Linked DNA regions of Macaca mulatta: region 1 is linked to region 2. Evidence: chromatin contacts called from public Hi-C data. All regions are on one chromosome and are shown on one strand. The core of a region is the stretch at or near the end of the contact, and the rest is flanking DNA. Distances in the headings are between cores, read along the strand shown. Region 1 holds the start of FOXK1 (forkhead box K1). Region 2 has its middle 46 kb from the start of FOXK1.

The links. A called contact is a pair of places that touch in the nucleus more often than the background predicts.
Region 1: a Hi-C map of fetal cortex germinal zone shows a contact between it and region 2, with 5 times the contacts expected there. The contact joins the promoter of FOXK1 here to the enhancer-like site in region 2. A contact is called at or near these places in 6 of 14 Hi-C or Micro-C datasets (CD4 T cells, blood, cortical neurons and 3 more).

Annotation. Positions count from the first base shown.
Region 1 is chr3:38,664,208-38,670,278 of T2T-MMU8v2.0, forward strand. It overlaps FOXK1 (forkhead box K1), which reads left to right and starts at 3,388. Exons shown (of 9, transcript XM_015133208.3): 1 at 3,388-3,973. The coding sequence starts at 3,402.
Region 2 is chr3:38,618,778-38,625,294 of T2T-MMU8v2.0, forward strand. No RefSeq gene overlaps it. Among named protein-coding and RNA genes, the nearest start is that of FOXK1, 46 kb to the right of the region's middle. Within about 2 kb of position 4,049, at least 33 of the 40 cell types and tissues checked have an H3K27ac peak or open chromatin away from gene starts, as enhancers often do. A contact at or near this core is called in CD4 T cells, blood, cortical neurons and 3 more, where this site is marked.

The DNA.
Region 1 (6,071 bases), core at 2,138-4,637, 45 kb after region 2:
GCCTTTGCAGGAGATCAATATCTCCTGCATCCTTTTGCTTCTCTGCACCTCTCTCCTTTCGCTTCTCTTGCTGGTCTCCTGCTTCCTAAGGAACCTCCGCCGTCATTCTGGCCTATTTCAGGTTCAGGATCCCCATGGCAGCGGGTATGATTGCATTTCAGATACTGCACGTCAGTGTGCCTGCCGTCTTGCACTTAAAGCCCCTCAGTGGCTTCCCACTACTCTAGGATCAGCCCCAGATCCTATAGGACCCATCTCGGCCCTTCTTCCCTCCTTAGCCTAACCTGGTTCAGTTGAACATGGCCACTCGGTTCCACACACAGTGGCCACCTGCCTACCCCTCCATGTCCCATACTTCCTTCTTTATCACACACAGTTTCCTGGCAGGGGCACTGCCCTCACAGTCCCTTGCCACTTCTCTAATCAGGCATCCCTTAGACCTCAGGGAGGAGCCCCCGACTCTGTTTACCATCCTCCCCACCTCAATCAAGCAGGTACTCTAGTTACTGCTCCTGCTAAAAATGCGTTCCTTGGCTGGCCACCGTGGCTCACGCCAAAGTGCCTGTAATCCCAGCACTTTGGGAGTCCGAGGCAGGCGGATCATGAGGTCAAGAGATCAAGACTATCCTGGCAAACATGGTGAAACCCTATCTCTACTAAACATACAAAAATTAGCCGGGTGTGGTGGTGCACACCTGTAGTCCCAGCTACTCAGGAGGCTGAGGCAGAAGACTCGCTTGAACCCGGGAGGCGGAGGTTGCAGTGAGCCGAGATCGCGCCACTGCACTCCAGCCTGGGCTACTGAGGGGGACTCTGTCTCAAAAAAAAAAAAAAAAAAGAAAAAAAAATGCTTTCCTTGCCTCCCACTTACCTCTGTTTGCATGCACATATTCAAGACTGAGAGATGAGATTAATACCTATTTCAGCCCCAGATTGGAGCACGGTGTGTGCGGGGCAGGGAAGCTCCTGCCTTAGGCCCAGTCTCTCGTCTATACTCGCACATCACCATGCACTAGTCCATCACTGGATGTATCATAGCTGTGACTTGATTTTACTTTTACTAGATGTGTCTTTGATTTAATATCTGCATCTCCCCCTCGACTATAATCTCCATCAGGGTGGGAACTGTGTCTCCTTTCCCACCCTTAATAATTCATAAATGAGGGAAATGTGGAAACTGCACCGCCTTTTTAGGGGGATCTGAATTGGCAATGGAGGACCAGGCTACTGAAGTCCCAAAGGGATCCCAGTGATGCCCACGTTTGCCACTCCCTGTTTTCAGCTAACATTTCTCTCTGGGGCATTCTCTCAGATCTGTCTTGCCTGGATCTAGCATATCGAATGAGTGAATGAAGGGCTCTAAAAAGAAAGAGAGCTAGGCTGGGCGCGGTGGCTCACGCCTGTAACCCAGCATTTTGGGAGGCTGAGGTGGGAGACTGCTTGAGCCCTGGAGTTGGAGACCAGCTTGGGCAATATAACGAGACCCTGTCACTATACAAAATTTAAAAAGGCCGGGCGAGGTGGTTCACGCCTGCAATCCCAGCACTTTGGGAGGTCGAGGTGGGTGGATCACCTGAGGTCAGGAGTTCAAGACCAGCCTCACCAACATGGTGAAACTCCATCTCTACTAAAAATACAAAAATTAGCTGGGTGTGGTGGCAGATGCCTATAATCCCAGACACTTGGGAGGCTGAGGCAGGAAAATCGCTTGGACCCGGGAGGCAGAGGTTGCAGTGAGCCAAGACTGCACCATTGCACTCCAGCCTGAATGACAGAGTAAGACTCTGTCTCAAAATTAAAAAAAAAGAGAAAACTTAAAAATTAAAAATTAGTTGGGCATGGTGGCTCATAGTCCCAGCTACTTGGGAGGGTGAGGTGGGAAAATCACCTGAGTCTGGGAGGTCGAGCTGCAGTGAGCTATGACTGCGCCACTGCACTCCAGCCTGGGTGACAGAGTGAGACCCTGTCTCAAAAGAAAAAGACAAGAAAGAGAGAGAGAGAGAGAAGGAAGGGAGGGAGGGAGGGAAAGAGAGAAAGAGAGAAAGAGAGAAAGAAAGAAAGAAAGAAAGAAAGAAAGAGAGAGAAAAAAAGGAAAGGAAAGGAAAGTAATAAAAAAAGAAAAGAGGCCAGGCACGGTGGCTCAAGCCTGTAATCCCAGCACTTTGGGAGGCCGAGACGGGCGGATCACGAGGTCAGGAGATCGAGACCATCCTGGCTAACCCGGTGAAACCCCGTCTCTACTAAAACATACAAAAAAAAAAAAACTAGCCGGGCGAGGTGGCGGGCGCCTGTAGTCCCAGCTACTCGGGAGGCTGAGGCAGGAGAATGGCGTAAACCCGGGAGGCGGAGCTTGTAGTGAGCTGAGATCCGGCCACTGCACTCCAGCCTGGGCGACAGAGCCAGACTCCATCTCAAAAAAAAAAAAAAAAAAAAAAAAAGAAAAGAAAGGAGGGAGGGAGAGAGCGAGGGAGGGAGAGAGGGAGGGAGAGAGTGAGGGAGGGAGGGAAGGAAGGAAGGAGGGAAGGAAGGAGGGAGGGAAGGAAGGAAAGAAGGAAGGAAAGAAGGGATCAGGGATTCAGGTATCCATCTCAAGTGGTCTTCAGTTACAGTAAAGTATGATGACCTTTAATCTGAGGGTTTAAGAATGATCAGGCCTGGCACTGTGGCTCACACGGGTAATCCCAGCGCCTTGGGAGGTCGAGATAGATAGATCTCTTGAGATCAGGAGTTTGAGACCAGCCTGGCCAACATAGCAAGACCCTGTCTCTATAAAAAGTAAAAAAATTAGCTGGGCATGGTGGCACTTGGCAGGCAGAGGCAGGAGGGTCCCTTGAGCACAGGAGGTGGAAGTTGCAGTGAGTTATGATTGTGCCACTACACTCCAGCCTGGGCGACAGAGCGAGATTAAAATATAAACATATGTATTATATATAATACACACATATTTTATCTTCTATCTATCTTACACTTTAGGGTTGGGGGGCTGGAGTGGCTGGGGCGGAGACACAGCTGAGGTCATCTGTTCCTTTCTCCAGTGACCCAGGCTCAAAACTTTCCAGATGGGCATTTCAAGGGTCCCCTGTTCCCCCCATGGAGGAAAGGGCGTCCACCGGCTGCAGCCCCGCGGGCAGGGGGCTAGGTGCGCCGGGTCCAGCTCTCCGGGGGACCCCCCCAGCCCTGCCAGCACAGGCCTCGCCCCCGGCCCCCAGCTGGCGCGCGCCGCGTGGGCTGCGCTGGGCGGGACCGGCGGGCCGGCGAGGCGCACGGTGGGCTGGGAGGCTCCGCTCCGCGCCGGCGCGATCTGGTCCGGGTTTCCGCGCCCGCCCAGCGCCCCGGCCTCCCCGCCCCCCGCGCCGCCGCTGCAGCCGCCGCCGCCGGAGGCCGCTCGGAGCCGCGCGAACATGGCCGAAGTCGGCGAGGACAGCGGCGCCCGCGCCCTGCTCGCGCTGCGCTCGGCGCCCTGCAGCCCCGTGCTGTGCGCCGCAGCCGCCGCCGCCGCCTTCCCCGCGGCCGCGCCCCCGCCGGCCCCAGCGCAGCCCCAGCCTCCGCCTGGGCCGCCGCTGCCGCCGCCGCCGCCGCTGCCTCCCGGCGCGATCGCGGGCGCGGGCTCCTCCGGGGGCTCCTCCGGGGGCTCCTCCGGGGTATCCGGAGACTCCGGGGGCGCGGGCGCGGCGCCGGCCCTGGTGGCCGCGGCGGCCGCCTCGGTGCGGCAGAGCCCGGGGCCGGCGCTGGCGCGGCTGGAGGGCCGCGAGTTCGAGTTCCTCATGCGCCAGCCCAGCGTCACCATCGGCCGCAACTCGTCGCAGGGCTCGGTGGACTTGAACATGGGCCTGTCCAGCTTCATCTCGCGGCGCCACCTGCAGCTCAGCTTCCAGGAGCCGCACTTCTACCTGCGCTGCCTCGGCAAGAACGGCGTCTTCGTGGACGGGGCCTTCCAGCGGCGCGGCGCGCCCGCCTTGCAGCTGCCCAAGCAGTGAGTGCCCCCGCGACCCCCGCCGCCCGCACCCGGGGCTCACCCCCGACCTCGATCTCTGAGGCCCAGACCTGGGGATCCCCCTACAGCCTACCTGGCCTGAGCCCCCACCACCCCCAGCCACCCCCGTTAACCCCCGACCGGCCTGGACCCCGGGGTCAACCCCGACCCCCGCCTCCTGGGTCCCTGGGGTCACCTAGACCCCAATTCTGGACCCTCCGGCCTGAGGATTCTCCTCCACTTTCGCCGGCCTGGACACCCCGTCGCTCCCGACCTCCACCGGCCTGTACTCGGGTCAACCCCTACCCACACTTCGCGGCTCCTGGGGTCACCCCTGACCTCATCTCCCACCGGCCTGGGCTCCTGGAGCCACCCCTACCCCAAGCCCACCTGGCTGGGCTTCTTAGGTCACCCCTGACCCAGATCCCTGCTGTCCCCCAGCTCCCACTGGCCTGGACTCGGTGGTCATTCTTAACTCCTACTGGCCTAGATCCCTGCGGTCGTTTACGTCCCCACCCCGCGTAAACACGCAAGGTCAACCATGACCCCCACTTCCTAGGCCCCCCCCCCCGGGCCACCCCGACCACTAACCCCACAAGCCTGGGCTCGCAGGGCCACTCCCACCCCAGCTCCGCCCAGCTGGACACTGAGGTCACCCTGACCCCAGTCCCTGTTTCTTGGGCCTGGGGATCACCCTCAACCCTTCCAGGTCACCCCGGACCCCCACCAGCTTGAACTCCAGGGTCACCCCAGCCTGGCCTGGTTTTCAGGACTACCCCCGACCCCCACCAGCCAGGGCCTCAAGTCACCTCAGTGCCTGATCCCTGCGGTCCTGGACCCCAGTGGCCACCTCTGACCCTGTCTGGTCTGGACCCTTGGATCACCCCGACCCCATCCAGTCTGGGTCCTGGGGGGCCCCAGCACACTCACCCAGGACAGTGGGAAGGGTGTTGCTCCGGGAAGTGCGAGCTCCCTAGTAGTTTGGACTGTGCTGAAGGAGCAGAGGCCTGGCAGGGAGAGGAGAGGACAGGAAGCCTGTGCCTCAGTTTACCTCGCCAGTGAGTGCTCCTGGGATGGAGTAGCAGGACCCCAAGCTCAAATTAGATTCCCCTGGGCCCGAGGTCGCCGGGGCAGAGAGACCCAGCTGGGCCTGGATGGCTGCCCAGGCCTGTTGGTGCCTTTTCAAAGCATCCCATGGTCACCTCCTGCCCATTCCGGTTCCCTCCTTTCCAGCTCCACCGCCCGCCCTCCGCACCCTGTGCTGAGCCCCGGACCTCAAGGTCTGTTGATCAGGAGAAAGCCTGTTTAATTACTCATTTCCTCTGGAGCCACTTTCTTTTTCTATTTAGTGATTGCCTCTAACTCATCACCAGTGTTTATATTTCTTCAATGTGGTTCTTGTTCCAGGGTTGTCTGTCTAATTACTCCCTTTTATAAACGCCTTGCGTCTGGGGAATTTTTGCTGGGGTAATTCCCAGGGCCCAAAGTTTGTGTCTGTAAACTTCTCCCCATTTTTAGAGTCTTGGCATGTTTGGTTACAAATATCGCATTGAATAATTTACAATGCAACATCAACAATGACTCACTCCCTCTTGGGGCGTGAGAGGGGAAGTATACCTTTTCCTAGCCATGCTGAAAGGTGTGCATTTTGGTAAAATCAGAACCCAGGAGATAACAAAGTTGTTCTTTGCCTCAGTTATTACTCTGCTCTCTCTTTTCCATAACCAATGTACTCTCTTCTGTTTGGGGCCATTAAATGCATTTGCTGGCCACTCTCCCTTCCAGTAAGAAAATGACAGGTAGGCTCCCCAGGCCCCCCTTAGAGACCTGCTTTACAGATGCACTTTTATGTAACTCAGGTTCACCAAGTACTTCCATTAAACAGTCTTGTTTTCAGGTTTCCTGCTCCAGCCATGGAAACAGGTACACTCCCCAGTCAGACCCAGCTTTAGTGAATCTTGAAGGAGGTTTTCACGGTATTTTTTTTTTCTAACTCAAGGGGAAAAAATTTCGACCTCAGATTGTCTACAAATAGGCCAGTAGCGGGTTTGTTATTTATGAAATGTTATCAGTGTATACAGTCCTTGCACATTTATGC
Region 2 (6,517 bases), core at 2,799-5,298:
CCCCATCGGCAATATCCTCACTGCCAAGCAACAGCTCCTCTGCTTCCCCCAGACCACAGTCATCATAAAGTTGCCTCTGTATTTTCATTCTTATTTACCTTTAGTCTCCAACCTCCATTCTCACACCCAATTATTGTGTTTCATTCTGACACTCTTTGCTATTCATTGCTATGGGCCTATTTAGCAACTTTTAGAAATGAGAAGTGAGGCCGGGAGGGGAGGTTCATTGCCTGTAATCCCAGCACTTTAGGAGGCCAAGGTGGGTGGATCACCTGGGTCAGGAGTTCGAGACTAGCCTGGCCAACATGGTGAAACCCTATCTCTACTTAAAAAAAAAAAAACACACACACACACAAAATTAGCTGGGCGTGGTGGTGTTCACCTGTAGTCCCAGCTACAAGGGAGGCTGAGGCGGGAGGATCGCTTGAACCCAGGATGCGGTTGCAGTTAGCTGAGATCGCACCACTGCACTCCAGCCTGGGCCACAGAGTGAGACTCTGTCGCCCGCTCCAAAAAAAAAAAAGAAGAAAAAAAGAAACGACATATAAACAAACTTTTTTTTTTTTTTTTTTGAGACAAGGTCTTGCTCTATCACTCACACTGGAGTACAGTCATTCAGGCTGGAGGTCCTAGCTCACTGCAGCCTCAAACCCCTGGGCTCAAGTGATCCTCCCACCTCAGCCTCCCAAAATGCTGAGATTACAGGTATGAGCCAGTGTGCCGGCCTCTGCCTCCTTCTTTACCTTAAAACTCCCCCTTTGCTGGGCACAGTGGCTCACGCCTATAATCCCAGCACTTTGGGAGGCCAAGGCAGGCAGATCACGAGGTCAGGAGATGGAGACCAGCCTGGCTAACATGATGAAACCCCCTCTCTACTAAAAATACAAAAAATTAGCGGGACGTGGTGACATGCGCCTATAGTCCCAGCTACTCGGGAGGCTGAGTCAGGAGAATTGCTTGAACCTGGGAGGCGGAGGTTGCAGTGAGCCGAGATCATGCCACTGCACTCCAGCCTGGCAACACAGTGAGGCTCTGTCTCAAAAACGAAAAACAGAAAACTCCCCCTCACTCACATGCTCCCACTACCTGGTCTGGTCTTTCTGTTCCACCAAAATAGTCCTGGCCTCAGGGCTTTTTGCACTTGCTTTTCTCTGTCGCTGGAAAGTCCCTTTTGCTCCCTCCCAATCTTCCCATTGCTATCTCCTTGTCAAAGAGGCCTCGGGGTCAAAGGGCCACCTCCAGAGAATTCTTCAGGATCACCTGATCCAGATCACTGTATTTTCCTAACCACCAACGCTCACCGCCAACCACCTGATGGTTTTGTTTGTGTTTACTGACCACATCCTCTGTAGGAATGTGAAGTCCACCAGAGGGAAGTCCTTACCTGTTTTCCTCCCTTGTGTCTCCCCTGCTCCTTTTATAATGCTTGACATCTACAAAGCAAGGATGCCTGTTTATGCTAAACGAGGGCTCTACCATTTGAGCTAATTCCCCAGTTCAAGGGATGCATCTGTATGAAATGAACAAATACACCAGGGGGACATGCTCATGAGAAGATAAGAAGAAGCATTTCCACCAGAGAGATCATCAGAGCAGCCCTGAGGCTGGGTGTTTGAGGTCAGAAAGGCAGCCAGGTGGGGCCGGAGGGGTTCAAGATGATGACACAGGCAGGGGCGAGACCCATCAGGGAGCAGGGCTGAGCCTCTTGGATCACAGAGAGGACATGGTCACGGGACAGACACAATGTGATCTGATCTGCACTGCAAGTGGTTAAAATAGGCTTAGCATAGAATTTAAAAGCTTAACCTTTTTTTTTTTTGAAATGGAGTCTCGCTTTGTCGCACAGGCTGGAGTCCAGTGGCGCAATCTCGGCTCACTGCAAACTTTGCCTCCAGGGTTCAAGTGATTCTCCTGCCTCAGTCCCCCAAGTAGCTGAGATTACAGGTGCCCGCCACCACGCCCAGCTAATTTTTGCATTTTTAGTAGAGACGAGGTTTCATCATGTTCCCCAGGTTGGTCTCCAACTCCTGACCTCAGGTGATCTGCCCCCCTCGGCCTCCCAAAGTGCTGGGATGACAGACGTGAGCCACCACGCCCCGCCAAGCTTAACCATTTTCAAGCGTGCAGTTCAGGGGCATTAGGCACATCCACACTATCGTGTGATCACCACCACCCATCTCCAGAATTCTTTCATCTTCCCAAACTCAAACTCTGTCCCCATCAAACACTCACACACCCTCCTTTGGCCCCCAGCCTCTGGGAACCACCATTCTACTTTCTGCACCTATGAATCTGATGGCTCTAGGAACCCCATATAAGCAGAATCATGCATGGCCTGTCCTTCTGTGTCTGGCTGATTTCACTCAGCACCATGTCCTCAAGGTTCGTCCATGTTGAAGTAGGTGTCAGAGTCTCCTTCCTTTTTAAAACTGTGATCACGACTGCAATCCCAGCACTTTGGGAGGCCAAAGCAGGTGGATCACCTGAAGTCAGGAGTTTGAGAACGGCCTGGCCAACATGGCAAAACCCCGTCTCTACTAAAAATACAAAAATTAGCCTTGCGTGGCCTCTAATCCAGCTCCTCAGGACGGTGAGACATAAGAATCGCTTGAACCCAGGGGGCAGAGATTGCAGTGAGCTGAGATCGGGCCATTGCACTTCAGCCTGGGCAGCAGAGTGAAACAGAGTCTCAAAAAATAATAATAATAAAGTAAAGTTGTGATAAAATATACAAAACATTAGGATAGTGGGGGGAGTTGGGAAAGGGGGATGATTACTGTGTACAAAAATATAGTTAGATACAACAAATAAGATCTAGAATTTTCTAGCACAGCAGGGTGACCACAGTCAGCACTAATTTGTTGCACATTTTAGAAAAACCAAGAGAGTGCAATTGGAATGTTTATCACACAGAAATGATGAATGCTAGGGGTGAAGGAAACCCTATTTACCCTAGTGTGACTATAACACAAAGATCTCATGTGTCCCATAAATCTATACACCTACTATGTACCCATAAAAATTAACAATTAAAAAAATTAAATTAAAAATATAGGTCAGGCAAGGTGGCTCACATCTGTAATCCCAACACTTCGGGAGGCTAAGGTGAGAAGATCTAAGCCCAGGTGTTCAAGACCAGCCTGGGCAACATAACAAGACCCTATCTCTATCAAAAACAGAAAGGAAAAAAAAAATGGTCAGGGGTGGTGGCTTATGCCTGTAATCCCAGCATTTTGGGAGGCCGAGGCGGGTGGATCACCTGAGGTCAGGAGTTCGAGTTCAGCCCGGCCAACATGGTGAAACCCCGTCTCTACTAAAAATACAAAAAAATTAGCTGGGCGTGGTGGTGCACACCTGTAATCCTAGCTCCTCAGGAGGCTGAGGCAGGAGAATCGCTTGAACCCATGAGGCAGAGGTTGCAGTGAGCCGAGATTGCACCACTGCACTCCAGCCTGGGCAACAGAGCGAGACTCCATCTCAAAAAAAAAAATTAGCTGGGTGTGGTGGTGGTTTCAGCTATTTGGGAGGCTGAGGTGGGAGGATCGCCTGAGTCCGGGAGGTGGAAACTGCAGTGAGCTGTAATGCCACCATTGTACTCCAGCCTGGGCAACAGAACAAGACCCTGTTTGAAAAATAAAAGTAAAAATTTAAAAATAGATATATAGATATACACATACAAAACATAAACTGCACTCCATTCCTTTTTAAGGCTAAATCATATTGCAAGGTGTTCCTCTCCCTGGAACTGATTTGTCTCCAGGGGGCCTCTTAGCTGCTGGGCGCAGTTGCCCAAGGGGGCACTGCGGGGCCCGGTGCCGCCCTCCATCCAGGTCACCACTGTACCTCCACGACCACCCACGGGGGCCCCACTGGCTCAGAGGCCAGTGGGCGGCCTGCGCGAGGTCACGCAGCAGGTGAACCCTCCGCAGGGTGAGGAGCAGGTCAGGGGCGGGCCGGGTGTGCCTCTCCGCGCCCCTTCCCTGCCCGGCCGCAGAGCCCGGCCCCGCCCCGGGCCCTGCTAGCAGCCCGCCCTGCGCCGCCACTGCGCGAGCGCAGGAGGAGCAGTGCGGCACAACCGTAAGGCGCATGCGCGGGCGGCGCACACGCGCGGAAGGCGCCGTTCCCGCGGCGTGAATCCGCCGATCCGGGCTTTCGGGCCTGCCGGGAGCTCTGTTTATAAACACACCGCGCGGCTGCCGGCGAGGGGTAACCCTAAGGGGAGTGGGGTCGGAGGTCAGAGGTCAGCAGGCGCGGGGTCGCCGGCCGGGAGACCGGCCCCGCCACCCTCAGGGACTGCTGGCTGCGCGGCGTGGCCGGCCGGACCGCCCTACCGCGGACCGGTGCTGCTGGGGCGCCACGTGGTGCGCACGTGGTCCAGCCCTGGCGCTGCGGCTCCCCTCCCCCACAGCGCGAGCAGGGCCGCAGCGCCCACTGGCGGCGCCTTGTTGCACATTGCGCGTGCGCACAACTCGTCGCGAGGCGCCTTCCGGTGGCGCGGCGGGGTCCGTTGCCCGTTCGCGACGGCTGCGCAGGGATGTTCCGGGGCGGTGGGGTCGCCTGCCCAGTGTCGTGTGCGCGAGTGACGGGTGGAGGCCGGATTTGTGCGGGTTTTTCAAGGCTCCAAAGGGAGGGGGGAGCCTCCGAGAGTCCACGTGGGGCCGGTGGGATTCGCAGGGCCCGTTTTCTAAACATTGGGTGTCCTCGAACCTGGGGGCGCGGGTTGTGTCCGCCCCCAGCAGGGATGACCGTGCGTGGGTCAGTGGCTGCATAAATAAATAAATGAATGGGGAGGAAATTTATAAAATGTTAAAAGAGTGTTGTTTCAGATTTTTTACTCTGTCACCTACTCTTACAGATTTTATGAGATTTTTTTGTTGTTTTTTGGAGAAAAGGGGGTCTCCCTATGTTACCCAGGCTGGTCTCAAACTCCTGGGCTCAAACCATCCTTCCCGCCTCAGCCTCCTGAAGTGCTGGGATTACAGGAGTGAGTAATTGTGCCCGGCCTGTTGATGATATTCTACATGAAATCTATTGGGCGTTTCCTAAGCACTCCGTCAGTGGTAGTTGTTACAGTTGTTGCTTAAAAACAGAAACAGAAAGAAGTGTCATACCCTATTCTAAAAGGATTTGAGAAAGGTGTATGAAGATTAAAAAGCAAGTGGCAGGGAAAATAACAAACACGCAAACTTCCTCCTGACTTTTTCCGCCATTTTATAGCAAAGGTTCAGAATTGCATTGCCACTGTCGGTTGTTTCTGTAAAATTAGTGTTCCTCAATTTACTCCAGAGACCTTTTTTTTTTCTTGAGACAGGGTCTCACTGTGTTGCCCAGGATCGAGTGCAGTGGCACAATCATGGCTCACTGCAGCCTCAGCCTCCCGGGCTCAAGCGATTCTCCTGCCTCAGTCTCTCAAGTAGCCAGGGTTACAGGCGCGAGCCTCCATTCCCAGCTAATTGTTGTATTAATATATTTTATAGAGACAGGGTTTTGCCTTGTTGCCCAGGCTGGTTTCGAACCCCTGGCTTCAAGTAACCCTCCCACCTTAGCCTCCCAAAGTGCTGAATTACAGGCATGAGTCACCATGCCTAGCTCAGCAACATCCTCTATTATTTTATTTTTTTATTTTTGTAGAAACAGGAGTCTCACTGTGTTGCCCAGGCTGTTCTCAAACTCCTGGCCTCAAGCAGTCCTCCCACCTCAGCCTCCCAAAGTGCTGGGATTACAGGTCTGAGCCACCGCTTCCAGCCCATCTTAAATACAGTCTTGCATCGCTTGAGAAAGGGGATACCTTCTGAGAAATGCATTGTTAGGCAATTTCATCCTTGTGTGAACATCACAGCATGTAATTACACAAACCTGTATGGTACAGCCTGTTGGTCCTAGGCTACAAACCTTTAACAGCATGTTAATGTACTGAATACTATGAGCAATTGTAACACAATGGTAAGTATGTATCTAAACGTAAAAAAGGTAAGGTAAAGATACAGTATTATAGTCTTACGGTATTATAATCTTAGAGGACCACTGTCATATATGGCATGAATGGTTGCCCTACTGCATGATTGTAAATACTTACTATGTGCCGGATACTGCTCCGGACTCTGAGATGCCTGGGTAATCTCTATTTAGATAAATGGAAACTCTACACATGGTTACATAATAAAGGAAAGCCAGGAAATACATATCGTAATGGTCAGGCTGATGGTACATGTTTAACAATTGACTGGGGAAGGACTGCATATATACACACACATTTATTATAAATGTTACTGGTATGAAATGTGTGTATCATATCAATTACAAATAATGATAAAACACATAATACTCTTTTTGTTTGTAAATTCCATAGTCAGTGATTCTCAGAGAATGCTTTCTCTGCATTGCTGAACTCCCATATCCAGCGCCAACCTGTGTTTGAAACTGAATTGTAATCTGCAAGGTTGAGTTGCTACCCAACCCAGCATTTTCCCAGTGAATTTGTTGTTGTTGGTTTTTTTTTTTTTTTTTTTTGTATTTT